Regions from separate parts of the Gasterosteus aculeatus genome. Here region 1 is linked to region 2. Evidence: chromatin contacts called from public Hi-C data. All regions are on one chromosome and are shown on one strand. Each heading gives the region's core, a stretch centred on a gene start, on an enhancer-like site or on the middle of the called end of the contact. The rest is flanking DNA. Distances are from core to core; before and after follow the strand shown. Region 1 holds the start of LOC120832032 (AT-rich interactive domain-containing protein 3B). Region 2 overlaps LOC120832032 (AT-rich interactive domain-containing protein 3B).

Evidence for each region. A called contact is a pair of places that touch in the nucleus more often than the background predicts.
Region 1: a contact with region 2 is called in a Hi-C map of tail fin, with 6 times the contacts expected there. The contact joins the promoter of LOC120832032 here to the enhancer-like site in region 2. A contact is called at or near these places in 6 of 6 Hi-C or Micro-C datasets (blood and trunk muscle, liver, skeletal muscle and 2 more).

Annotation. Positions count from the first base shown.
Region 1 is chr12:5,874,838-5,881,567 of fGasAcu3.hap1.1, reverse strand. It overlaps LOC120832032 (AT-rich interactive domain-containing protein 3B), which reads left to right and starts at 3,778. Exons shown (of 9, transcript XM_040198058.2): 1 at 3,778-4,576; 2 at 5,538-6,170. The coding sequence starts at 5,544. It overlaps fam219b (family with sequence similarity 219 member B), which reads left to right. Exons shown (of 6, transcript XM_040198145.2): 5 at 615-666; 6 at 1,486-3,567. The coding sequence ends at 1,635.
Region 2 is chr12:5,840,917-5,847,206 of fGasAcu3.hap1.1, reverse strand. All of the region lies in intron 4 of LOC120832032 (AT-rich interactive domain-containing protein 3B), which reads left to right. Among protein-coding and RNA genes, the nearest start is that of LOC120831979, 24 kb to the right of the region's middle. Within about 2 kb of position 2,571, at least 4 of the 9 cell types and tissues checked have open chromatin away from gene starts, as enhancers often do. A contact at or near this core is called in liver, where this site is marked.

The sequences.
Region 1 (6,730 bases), core at 2,529-5,028, 33 kb before region 2:
ATGGTCTAACGTTTGACTCTAAAAGGATCATAATTTACGAAATGAATGTCGTGCTGTATCGAAGGAGACTTGAAAGTAGAGATTGAGAAATAAACTCACATTAACAATGTTTACTGAGGGAATAAATCAAGTGAGAAGTCATTTTCTCTTTCACTTGTATACAATCTGACTGGTTGGTGAAACCACAGGAGTCGCCTCCTAATGGTCAGTAGAGAGAAGGCAAGTTTTAAAACACTTTCATTACGTTTTTTTACACGCTCTCATACTTAGACCGTTTTAAGACAAAATATGGCTTTGTTTACATGAAAAACATTTTTTAAATATTGGTTTAATTCATTGTGCAATACTTTCCTCTCATGGAAGACTGTTGTAGACTGTGAAAAAGTAGTCTGAGGTTAGTCCACCAAAAGTGGCAGGACTTTCTATACAGGTGACGGCATAGTTGAATTCCTTCTAAATGCAGATAACTAAGGACTGAAATACTAGATCTGTAAAATCATGTCATCTGGACGTGTTCTAATTTCAGTTCAAAAGTTTTCCAAGCATAAATCTCCAGTTCACACACACCGTTGTCAACATCAGAATGACAGATACTACCGTGCTTGTCCTTACAGCGATGAAGAGATCGATTTTGAGCAGTATTCCTCGGGATACTCTTCAGCTGAGGTGAGTTTGCTCCTCGGGATCTTCGCCCGCATGCTTTGGAAATCTTGTTCACCCCACAGTGTGACCGGCTGTGTGACTACAGCTGTGTCGGTGAGCAGGAATCTGTTTTTGGGCCATCGAGATACGTTCAAAGATCATTTCGTCAGGGTTTCCACACCATAAAAATAAAAAGAATGCCTTGCCATGTCGTTCATATGATCGCAAACATTCCTTCAAATTAGGAATGGTGGAAACATGGCTCTATTCAGAGTGGCATGGCAACGCTACAACAACAGAGAGGGACATATGTGTTGACCGTGCATGCTATATAACTTAAATAATCCACTGACTGCCCAATGAAATGAGACGCAGTACATGCACGTCCCGTTTCAGTACAGAATCCCTTTGTCTTCATTTCTAAAGCCTCGCATTTAGCCAAAGAGGGAAGTTGCCGAGATGAAAGAGATGCGTCACTTTTATTTAAGACGCTGTGCTACTTTCAAGTCCCTGTGTTGTCATTTAGATTTGGGGATTTGCGTGAGGAGGCGGTTTGTTCTGAAAACGGAACCGGCCTCTTTTCCGTCTTGGCGCTACTGTAATCATTGGTAACTTCTGTGGCTTTGTACACAACATAACTGCTGGGAAATGAAGTTTGAAGCTCCCATTCTTGAATATCGTATCTTAAAGAGGCCGTAACGTGTGTTTTGTTTGAGTCACATCAACCGGCTCAGGTGTTCACGGGGTAAGAAGAAGTCCCTTAATGAGACGTGCACCAGGTTCAACCATCTTCCTCTGGTGGGTGTGTGTGTGTGTGTGTGTGTGTGTGTCTTTGCTCTCCAGGTCCATCCTGATTTAAGCAAGCAGCTTCTCCAGGACGGCTACCGCCTGGATGAGATCCCCGACGACGAGGACCTGGACCTGATCCCTCCCAAATCCATGGGCTCCTCCGTGTGCTGCTGCGCCGAGGGCCCGTCCTGCTCCACGCAGTGATGCCCAGGGGGGGCCGCTGCGCCCATCCTTTACACCAGTTCCCGCCCCTGACTTCAGTCACCGGTGCCTGAGGCCATGTCTCTGACCGGGCCCCTCCGCCGCTGTGCTGCCCGAGGACTTCCAGCTCTGAGGCCAAACTCCCCCGTCGATGCAGCGAGATCGCACAAGAACAAGCCTTATCCACTGTGACCTCCAAAGCGGGACCTAGTTTCCTTTTTATTGAACCTATTGAGATGCTTACTGTGCCCGCGCTCCAAATAGAGCGGTCGTGCACATTATGGGATGTGCCCTCGTTGACTTAGTGGGTGGTTCGTCTTTTCCGTCTCATGTTCCAGCTATTAACACTATAGATAAAGGACCCTCACGTGATCATTAACATTCCCTATTGTTGCATTAACTGGATGTTTACCTGTTTCGCTTCCATGTATCTCTCCTCAAAACGCCTAGTTTAACAAAATGAACAACTCCATTCTGTGTTTTTTTTTTTATTAGAAGCAGATAACTAAATGTAAATAGGTCCTCAGATGATTGAGATTCAATTCATTTATTTTTTTCAGCTATCTAGAAAAACCTGAACTAAAGTGTAGAAGAGAAGGCTGACTCAGTTATTCTCTGCTCCTCCCATAGTATTTGCTCTCTGTCTGTGAAGACAAAGAGTTTTATTACTTTTTTTTACAGGCCGTCGTTGAGCAAACGGCAACATACCAGGAAAAAAGTCCCACGAGCGATCCCCCGTCTGCAAGAGCGCCAAATGTTACACTGCCGTGTAGGACCCAAAACATGCTGGCAGATGAGCTGCTAATGTCCTTTTGACGGATTAACCGATGTGTTGTACAATCTTTGTCTTGTAGAAAATGAGTTTAACCCCTGAAACATGTTCAAGAAAAAAGCTTTTACAAAAAAGGTTGAAAGTGAACTATATGATGTCAGATCCCCGACAAAGGGATTGTGTCCTTTTTAAGGCGTATGTGTGTAGTTACAGGACCAGTCAAAGGTTTGGACACTTTCTCATTGAATTGATTACTTTTCCTGCGTCATCTCAAACACATCAAATGTGTGTCTGTGGAGGCTGGATTTGAGTTACAAGGCTTTATATATTTATTAGTCTATTAGTTACTGCTCAAAACCAGTAAGCCACATTTGCATAAGGATTAACGCATTTGGATACCCTTGTTATTTGCTGCCCATATTTGCATACATCCGTTTGTGTTAGAATTATTTTCTTTTTTTGTTGTTGCGACGTGTCGATTGCCGTTTTCCACACAATAGACGAGGATGTGGTGAACATGGCAATCCTTTTCTTTTCCCACTTCAAAAGATGTATGTGTTGTTACTCCGTTTCAGTCTGGGTCATATTTTATGTTTTGAACTGAGCGTTAAATGTCCTAGCAAGTGACAGCACTCACTGTTTTCAACGAGATTCTTTATGTTCGTGAGGAAAGTGACATTTTCTGGTAGGAAAAAAGTGGGAGCACTTGATTTGTACAATTCACACATTTAGTTGAAGACTTTGCGAGGAAAAAGCTTGCTGTCACACATCATGAATGATCCGTTTCTCCTCTGCGGACTCTGTCGTCCGAATGTGGGGGATTTAGGAATAAAGGCGGATTCTGCTATTACACCAAGTGTGAGTCACTTGATAACAAGCGTGAGGTAAAATGCTTTAAATGCAAGAGCTGTATTGACCCCTGACCCCGACCCTGGCTCTGCACGATGTTCCTCTGTACACAAATATTGCACTTGACACCAGTGGTTAGTAGCAAGTACACTTGACTCACCTGTACTATGCAACTATTGGGACAATCCGCTTGTTATGCAACGTTGTTATGCTATTGAGTGCTACATGCAATGACTTTATTTTATGATGATAAACACTTTTTTAATTATTTGATTGTACTGTTTATTGGTTCAAAATAAAGATTATTATCGATACTTCCATGTGCAATAACTGTCTAAGGAGTATCAGGAGAGCATTTAAATTCTTTGGCCATTGTAAATATAGTCGTCATTGTTGCCACAAGGGGGCAGCATGAAGCCATGCTTCGCCCCCAGTGAAATGCTGCAATTCACTAATACAATGAGGGGTTTTTGTATTGCTTTATTTAAACATTGCACTGTAATCCCTATCATATTATTAAGTATGCAGACATTACCATTTGACAATTTTGCTTTAAGCTTCTTTATTTTCTGTTTAAGATACGCTGCTATTAACGTCCCTTTTAAGTAACGCACACCTACATCTGTTGATCCAGCCTGCGCAGCGCCGCATCGTCAAACGAAGGCAGGTACGATCGATTACAGGTGAATCGATCGGACGGAGGCTCGCGGAGGTGTGAAGCCAGTGAGGCGCGTCGCCGTCGCTGGGCGGGCCTAACGCCGCTGTGCGCCGCGCGGGGGGTGTCAATGGAAGGGGAGGAAGAGAAGAGAGAAACCACCGAAGGGAGTTACCTCCGCGCTCTCCGAGATATGAGATCGGGCCGTTTTCCTGCCGGTCCCCTTTCACATTAACGAAGAAAATCACTGGGAGGGCGGGGGAGAGAAAAAAAAAGAAGAAGAAAAAAGACCCGAAACACGCAGGTAGAGAGTTCGAAGAGCGCTTCTCCGCCGGCGGGTCAGTCGGTTTCCACGGCGCGTGCACAGCCTCTCTGCCCCGCGCGCGTGTGCGTGTTTACAAGCGAGTGCCACGGGCGAGGAAAGGACGAGAAAAGACACGGAAGGAAGGAAGGAAGGACGGTAGGAGGGATGGTGGACAACTCGAGCGGCAGTAAGGCACATATGGTGAGTGGCGGTAATGCCCGGCGCCGTTTTTCCACCTTTTTCCTCTGACGTGTTCGGCCTCCGGTAGACGCGGTGCGGCGGCCTCACTTAACGGGAGCTCGTGCGGCAGCGAGAGCGCGTTAAAGCGAGGAGAGGGCAACTTTCACGCTAAGTCGACCTTAAGGTACGTCGCCCTTTTCCCCTCTTCTTCTTCTCTCCACTCGTTGTAACGCTGCGAAGCCTCGTTGAAACGAGTGCCGCTAACGTTCCGCCGTCGCTCGTCGCTGCGGTAACGCAAAGTAAAGCCCGTAAACGTGACGTTACGCACGTTATCTACGCGTCTCGAGCATGTGGCAGCTAACGGGAGCTAACGCGGAAAAAGGTGTTAACTTTTTTCCCTTAAAGGGAAAAAAGTTTTAACGTTGTCTTTCTGGTCGGTCGTTGTTTGTTTGTCTTTGTTAAGACGTTCAGTTTATAACTTCTTCACTTAGGAATAAAGCTCCAGCTGTTTGCGCTCATCTCTCTGGTTCGGTAACGTCCGCTAGCGTGAATTATAGCCTCGGTCATGAGTCACAACGTTTTCAGCAGTTTGGGGCAATTTTATACCTCTTGGTTTGTTAAAGGCGTTTGGACGTGTATGTTATGGCTTCGATGTGATTAATATCCGTACTACTCCTGAGAAAAGTCCTAACAAAACTGACTCCGCTGGTGAATAACTCAATTTTGTGGTGTTAACGTGTCGCTGTGATCTGCGCGGACTCACTGAAACGTTTTCTTTCGGACGGATAGTCTTTTTTTCTGGCCTTGCTACTTTGTCATGTACCCAATGACATTACTGCATGTTCCTGCTTCCACTTCCTCACATGCTCAGGTCTTTAAGATCAACCGGGAGGATCTTGTCTATTAGCAAATATAATCCAATTGAGCAACCTCCTCATAGTGCACCTGACGGGAATTAAACTGTTGGATTCGTCCTGTTTTGGGTTCTCTACAAAAACGGCTCCTACCTGTGATTACTGTGTTTTTTTTGTTGGTGGGTAGGGGTGCATGTGCCTTACATGTGTTTCATTTCATCCTGTGTAATGAGATAAAGGGCTAATTAGATTTCAGCATGTCATCCGTGCCTCCTTCCCTTCCTCCCACAGCCCAGCATGTCTCAGGAGCCTGGCGTGGCCTTTCCTCAGAGCGCCTCTACGGGGGGGATGAAGCTGGAGGCGGTGATGGAGCAGCTCCAGCGCCAGCAGCAGGCCCGACTGGAAATGGAGCGCAAGGAGAGGAAGCTGCGAGAGGCCCACATCATGTATGCTCAGCAGGTCGCCGCCCAGCAGGCCATCCTGGCGGCTGCCCGGGCGTCCGGGGCCAGCTTCATGGGCAAGGGCCTGGCCGGGGTGGTCCCCGGCGTCGGGTTGCCTCCTAGGGTCTCCAATCAGAGCAGTGTGGACTCCGAAAGGGAGGACGACGAGGACCGAGGCCGGGATTCTGGGGACGAGGACGACGACAACGAGATGATGGAGGGCGACGAGGGCAGCGACGAGGACGAGGGAAGTGCCAGCGGCCTGGAGTTCCTCCGCAAGCAGACCCTGGCGCTGCAGCAGACCGCGTCCCGCATCCCGGCCCGGCCGTTTGGCAGTTACGCCGCGTCGGCGCCCCAGAGGGCTGCGTCCCCACCCATCAGAGTGAAGCAGGAACCCGACGAGGGCCTGTCTCCAGCGGGGCCTCAATCTGCTACCTCTCCAAATGGACAGGCCGACTGGGGCTTCGATGATCACTTCAGACAGGTTAGTGCCCCCCCCCTTTTTTTTGTTCCCCAGGCCGCCCCATTTCCTCCTTTCTACTTCAGTTCCTAATCGGGCCTTTGCCCAGTTATTAAACCAGAGCGAGCTTCTTGTCGTATAAATTGGGATGCGTCTTCTCCCAATCCCAGGCGTATTTTAAAAACGCGTTTCATTGTGGCCCTTAAAGGGATACGGCCCCCTGCTGTGAGCGACTGCTCATCTTAACGCTGCAACGATCCTCCTCAGCAGTTTATTCGCGAGACAATACAAATCTCCTCGCATGGTTGACCGCTGATTGGCTTCGGTGGCTGAAAATCCCCCCCTAAGTGAGTCCTGGCAGTGGGCCAGGCTGGGGCGCAATTTGTTCACACTCGCTAGTTCTCTCCCTCCCGTGTGAGTGTGTGTGTGTGTGTGTGTGTGTGTGTGTGTGTGTGTGTGTTGCTCCTGGCACTCTGGTTTGGCTCTGATCCAGGCAGCGGAGTCGGCCGGTGTAGGACCGCTGCTGTGAGGCTGTGGGTGGTTGGTCGGGTCAGCACGAGGATTTTGGGTGGGTGGGAAGTTCG
Region 2 (6,290 bases), core at 1,322-3,821:
CGTATAGCCGACAGCGCTGAAAACATTAGAAAAACAAGGCCAAGCATTGTCAAATCAATCGTTGGTGCGAAGCAACGGAGGTTGTGTTAAGTGATTCATTAATCATAGAGTGAGTTCACAGAGTTCTGGCATCGCAGTAGCACACTCAAAGCGCTGGCCTCTGGTTAGTACATTGCAAATTCATCAGCCCCTCGCACAATTTCACTGGTCAACTAGATGTTAATGGAAGACAAACATTCCCAGACAGTGGGTTGGTTACCTTCAAACATGGCAGCCGGGTGGCACTAAGGAATGGATGCATAGACGGAAACATTAAACAGATGGGGGCTGAATCTATACATGTATATAATTGTAGCCATAACTTTTCTTTTAATGAAACAACATACAAACCCTGGGCTTGCATTATATATTAAAACGATTTTTTTTCAAATGAAATAATTTAATGTAACAATCTTTTTAAAAGTATTTGTTGTACATTCCTGTGAATTAAAATGACCAGGCCTTCTGTGAATATACAAAAACCTTTTGACTGGTATTGATGTATGTCGGAAAAACCCAAATTGCTTCCTTCTAAAATCCGATTTCTTCCTTTTCTGTGAACCACCATGAATTGAGCACCCAGTTCCCTTCAAGGTCCACGCAGCACACGAGTCGCCTCCCATCCGACTGTCTCTACGTTGGCTCGGCCGCCGTGGTTTGGGGTCCAGTCAGTTGGTCTCTGGGTCTCTGGGGGACTTGGGTTACGGTCGGAGAGGCCGTCTCACTTTTCGAGCCACCCAACCTTTTCAACCCTCGCCCCTTTCTATTTCACCAGGTGACCGACCCACGGGGAAGGTGTCACGTTTCCCTTGTTTGTTTCTTTCTTTTCTTCACTCACTCATCAGTCTAAGTCGGTTCAAAGACGGCTCTCTGGACAACGAGAGACAGGGCGAACCAGTTAACACCTCTTGATTCACCACATGAACTGTACCGCTTGCCGGTGCCAAGATCCATCGGCAAATTGGACTGGGCGGGGCACTGATTGTGTAATTCAGCCTCATGATTTGTAGGCGATTTGTGAGCTGCACCCTGGTGACATTTACAGCTTCTGGCTGTTGTCTGGACCGTCTGCGGTTTTGCGACGTCGTTCGGCCACCAGATGCCCGAGCAGTTGACCGCGCACATGAGACGGCTTCTTTTGTCTGTCTGCTCGCTGTAATAATTCTATTGAGAAGCTTCTCCGGCTGCTTCTGGAGTAAAAATAGTGACCGTTCCTTCCTCGACGGTTAGCTTTTATTTGACCCTTTTTGTAATTTGTTCCTTTTATTGAGACCGTGGAAGAGACGAGGGGGTGAAATCAGCTCTGACGAAGTTTGCTTTATTCTGTCTAATCTATAAAGCGACTGGTGACGCTTTCTTGAGCCGTGGCTGGTGACGGCTCTGGCTCTTATTTGCGTGGAGCTTGCACAGTAATTTGTTTTGTGTCCTCGCCACAATCCCCTTTTTATTTGCACTCTTGTCGGTACAGTTTCATCACGCCGTGGCGTAACTCGTTCAGCAGCGATGGAGCAATATTGTCTTAATGTCTGGGGATGGATTCATGTGACTTGATGCCTTTATCGATGAGGGTCTTTTTTCGGGTGGAAACTCGCACAGACTTGGTTTTCTTGGCTCTTTGTGTTCCTTATCTTTGAAGTTATGTAGTATTGGCAAAAGCTAATACAATTTTTTCTCTTCCTCACCCTATTGTCTGTTTCTGCTTCCGTCAAATCACAGGAATTGCACTAAATTGACATGACTGAAATGAATGAAGCCTATGCAGCCGACGGTGCCGTATTGTAGACTTCATCAGCCGACCGTCCCTCTCTCTTCTATCTCTGTCTGTGTCTCTATCAGCTGTGGCGTTAGCGTCACGCTTAGAATAGCGGTGTATCTATAGGGTAACGTTGCATTTAACTTCCCCGAATGTGAAGGGTGCATAGCTCAACACTTGATATGAATTGGTCCGCCAAGCGAGTGCCAAGCTCTGCCTGGACTAAAGATAGCCAGTTCCATACACTCGGCTTTTTTACCATTTATGTCCCTGGCCGTGCATTAAAAATAAAACAAACATGCCCCGGCAGAGCAGGTTCCCTGACAATATGCTGCCCCCCCAACGCACGGCCGTGTAAACTAAACAGCCCGGCGTAGTGTAAACGCAGCATGTGCAGACCAGGTATTTGTCTCACCTGTCAGTGTCTCTTTCCCCCCACAACGGGTTTGGTCTGTTCTGTAACTGAAGGGATTTATAATTTGGAGGCGTCTGTAAATAAAGCAGGAATCGCAGCACTCAAAGGCGGCTTTCAACCACCAGCCATAGTAATACTTTATCGTCACCCTTTTTCAGACATGTCCTTGTCGCGCTTTCTGCTATAGCATTAGTATCTGACCAACAGTTGGACGTTAAGTGAGTGTACGTCAACTGAGCCGAGGAGGTGAAGCGCCGAGAGTGAGATCCCTGGTCGGGTGTTATCTGGTGTGTGTGTGTGTGTGTGTGTGTGTGTGTGTGGGGATGTGGTGGAGGAAGGAGGAAGGTGTGGGTGGCTGGGGTGTTGGTGCTCTGAAAGGACTCAGGCGCTGCCACGGGCTGTTTGTGTTGGCTGACACCTTCCTTACAGCAGTAATCCAGTCTTTCTCCAGCTGGCAAGTTACTACACCCCCCCCCCTCCCTTCCTTCCTCCATCCTCCCTTCTCCTGAAAGCTCCAAAAATGTTTTTTTTTTTTAGTGTCTCTGTAGTCTCTCTCTGTCTCTTTATTCTTTTTTTCCCACCCTGCTCCATCATGGTTTTCCCATCCTATGCGCTCTTAACATACACATCCATGAAAAAAAAAGGAAAATAAAAAGTAGAATGATCCAACTGAATAAATGGCGGGATGAACCAAAGACCCTGAGGCGATACGGAGTCCCCTTCTGTGCCGATCCCTTTCCTGTCAGATCATCAGAAGCTGCTGGTGAAACCGCACGCCAGTCGGTGCTCATTCAGGAAAAATGCATTTCCTGTGTTGTCTGCTGGTTGGTTGTCGCTCTGTCACTTAATTTAGAAAATGCCCATCATGTGAAGTCAGCGATATGCAATTTACCACAACTGGTGCCACCCAATTGATTTATTATAGAAGCCCCTTTAATGTGAACAGCTGTTTCCTACTAAAAATAGGTCAGGGGTCAGATAAAATGACCCTGTTACTTTTCTTTTTTTCTTTCTCTATTTAGATGGAAAGCGAGATGTGAGGTGGGAAATGTGACTGTTTGATTCAGATGGACAGGCTGTCTCCGTCTGTTGCCTTTGCTGAGCGCATGGGGCCACTGCCAGTAATTATTACAAATTGCGTATGGTCTGATCAATGTTTTTCAGCCCCTTAAGGATGGCTAAAAGGCTTTTTACAGGATTACATCATATTTTATATATAATTGAGTTTGCGTGAACGTGTTTTATTATCATTGTGTTGTGTCCATGGCAAGATGTGTTTCAGCATGATGTAAATGGTTTCTCTGCTGGGAAATCATCACGGCCATGAAATTAAGCATGTAAAAAGATATTGATTATCTGCACGGATTATCAAAACATGCATCAATATGAAACCCGGTCCCACCGTTTTATCCCCGAGAGATCTGCTTTTGTTGGACCCTTTCTTTCTCCTCTCTATCTGTATCTCTTATCATTTGAAGTCTAGCCGTTTGAAGACGAGCCGTGTGGCTCTTGTGTTCGCTGTGGAAGTCGGAGGAAGGACTAGGGAGTGGTTCGGGGGCCCTCAGCCACGGCACTTCCCACCAGAGCAACCTCTGACCCCTGGTGCCATTAATCACTAGGCTCCTGATGGCCCTGTCCCTGGGGGGAAATCAGTCCAGGGCAAAGGATGATGGGAGGTGAAGCCTGCAGCCAATTACAGATTGGCTCAAAACAGCCGAAGTGGACAAATCAGGGCTTTGCGAGGAGGTGAAATACCCAATAGTTGCGTACTAGAGGCCTGCGTGGCTTAATGAAGCAGTCTCGCGGCGGCGCTGTTCCCGGTGCCTCCAGAGTCTTCTCCAAAGTGAAGTGAGCAACGACGCTGAAATGCAAACAACTACACCGGCGGAGAAGAGCGCACATTAATAGCGACTGTGAGGCCGAGGAGTTGTGCTGCTGCGATCAAAAGAAAAAGAAACTGTTTGGAGCGGTCTAATTAAGCCTGTTAGAGCTAAATGTCTCCAGGGTCAGGAACGGAGCAGATGTTGGACACCAAAGGCCGGCTCTCAAATTGGGGAACTCTCCGGCTAACTGCCCACGTGTTGCTAATGTGATTTTTGGTCAATTACGATATTATCAAAGCGGCTTTCCCAGCGCTTTCACATGTGCTCGGACCACGTTGAAATGTGACGCCCGAATGATTTAAGTGTAGGCTAATTAATTACGTTTTAAGGTTTGGAAAGTGCCTCTGGTACACCGAAAACATATAGGTAGCCATCTGGCTTACTCTGTCACACACTCCCTGACAGTAGTTCCTTGTAAATGCAAAGAAATCCGATCTGATTTGACAGCTTCCGCTGATAAAGGGCAGAATAAAGGCACAGCCGTGAATTAAAGCCTAACTAACTGCTGGCCTGTCACTATGGGGCCAGTGCCGTTGTGTCTCATTTGTTGTGCTCTCATTGTTCATGTCCGGGCCAGTATGAAAACATGGCTTCCTGCTGACCTGCGGTTTAATTCACACATCAATAACCCCCGGCTGATCTCTGACCCCTCCGGTTGTACTAATTGTTTGATGCGGGATTAATGTCCAACGCTGCATTAAATAACTGCTGAGGCGCCGGCAGCAGAGCGCTCCTGGCGCTGTGACCTGCTGCGTGTTGTGGAAATGGGACAACTGCCCGGTGATGTTTGGGTTTATGTTAAGCTCAGGGTAAAGCGCAGGTTCTCTAACCTCGTACAGGAGTTATCTAAGTGGAGAACAGGAGCTTTATCGAATGTATTGAGCAGTTTACCTGTAGGCATCATATTTCTATACTACTGTTTACATGTTAAACTTGGTCACAGCCGAAAAGCTTTAAAAAGTTGTATCAATTAATGTTTGGATTTCATTCTGAAATTTAAAAAAAAATGCCCCCACGGTTTGCTAACTGTTAATCTGCTCTGGAGATAAGAGGCTAATTTGCCAAAACATCATTTTCTGCACCGGTCAAGACCACCTAAGCTTATGTCATCTTGAAATCCTAATCTAAGATGGATCTAAGAATGTATTGAATAAGATTATATGTACTATATGTACCGGTACATGTGCATTTCTGCTCTTTATGTGTTGTCTTGACTGCCTGTAACGACGCTCTCATCCCACTGCTACCATATTGAGCTGCAGTGTGAGGAAACCGTGGTGCCAAACAATAATCGTTCAATATCTGCGCCTCATCGACTTTCCCCTCCCCCCATGTAGGGAGCCACTGCTCCATAATGACATTTGCACTGCGGCTCATAAGACTCCTTCGCCTCCCACAAACACAGGTCCCGCCTTTTCCTTCTACAAACCATCCTAGACAAACTGAATCCGTGATTCTGGTCGAACACGAGATCAGCAAAAGCTTTAGTTTATTCGACGCCTGAAACACGACAGCCTGACGTTAAGCAGTCCTCATCTCCACACGTATGCAGGTCCATGTGTTTGCCTCGGCCCCTTTGGCTTAAAGGCAATGTTGCTAACTTAAGAAAATGAATCGGGGCTAATCTTCGCGGCCTGATCACTCTGTTATTCTACACAGCGATTAATGCGTCCGATTGAGAGCAGCCTGTGGAGGGGCTGAAGGATTGGCCGGCATTAGCTCCCAACGGAAATCTGTGCGACTCCCCGTGCACCGGGGCCCGGCCGCACTAACCGAGTGTGGATTTACTCTGTACAATCCTCTAAATGAGCTTCATTACACCGGCCTATCCAGGAACCCCCCCCTTCCCCCTCACAGTCCCCGCCCGCTTCATGCTTACACTGTTGCACATTGTACTTTTTGATTCTGTTGCAAGCCCCACCATGCTTACCTCAAGCCTCCCTGCAGATAAGCCGTTGACAAGATTAATGCATCTGTATCAAAAGTCTAGAGCGGCTTGGCTCTGTGTTTGCGGATCCCCTCGTCCAGGTCAAGCCAGATTTCCTTAACCGAGCTAATATGTTTTCAAGCCAAATTTAAAAGACGTGTCGGCAGAAGGCCGGACACCCTTCTCTCTTGTCAGCACTTAGAATCATTGCAGACCTCTACAAACCTACACTGGGTATCTCAGCATTGATTGGCTGATGAATGACTGCATAAT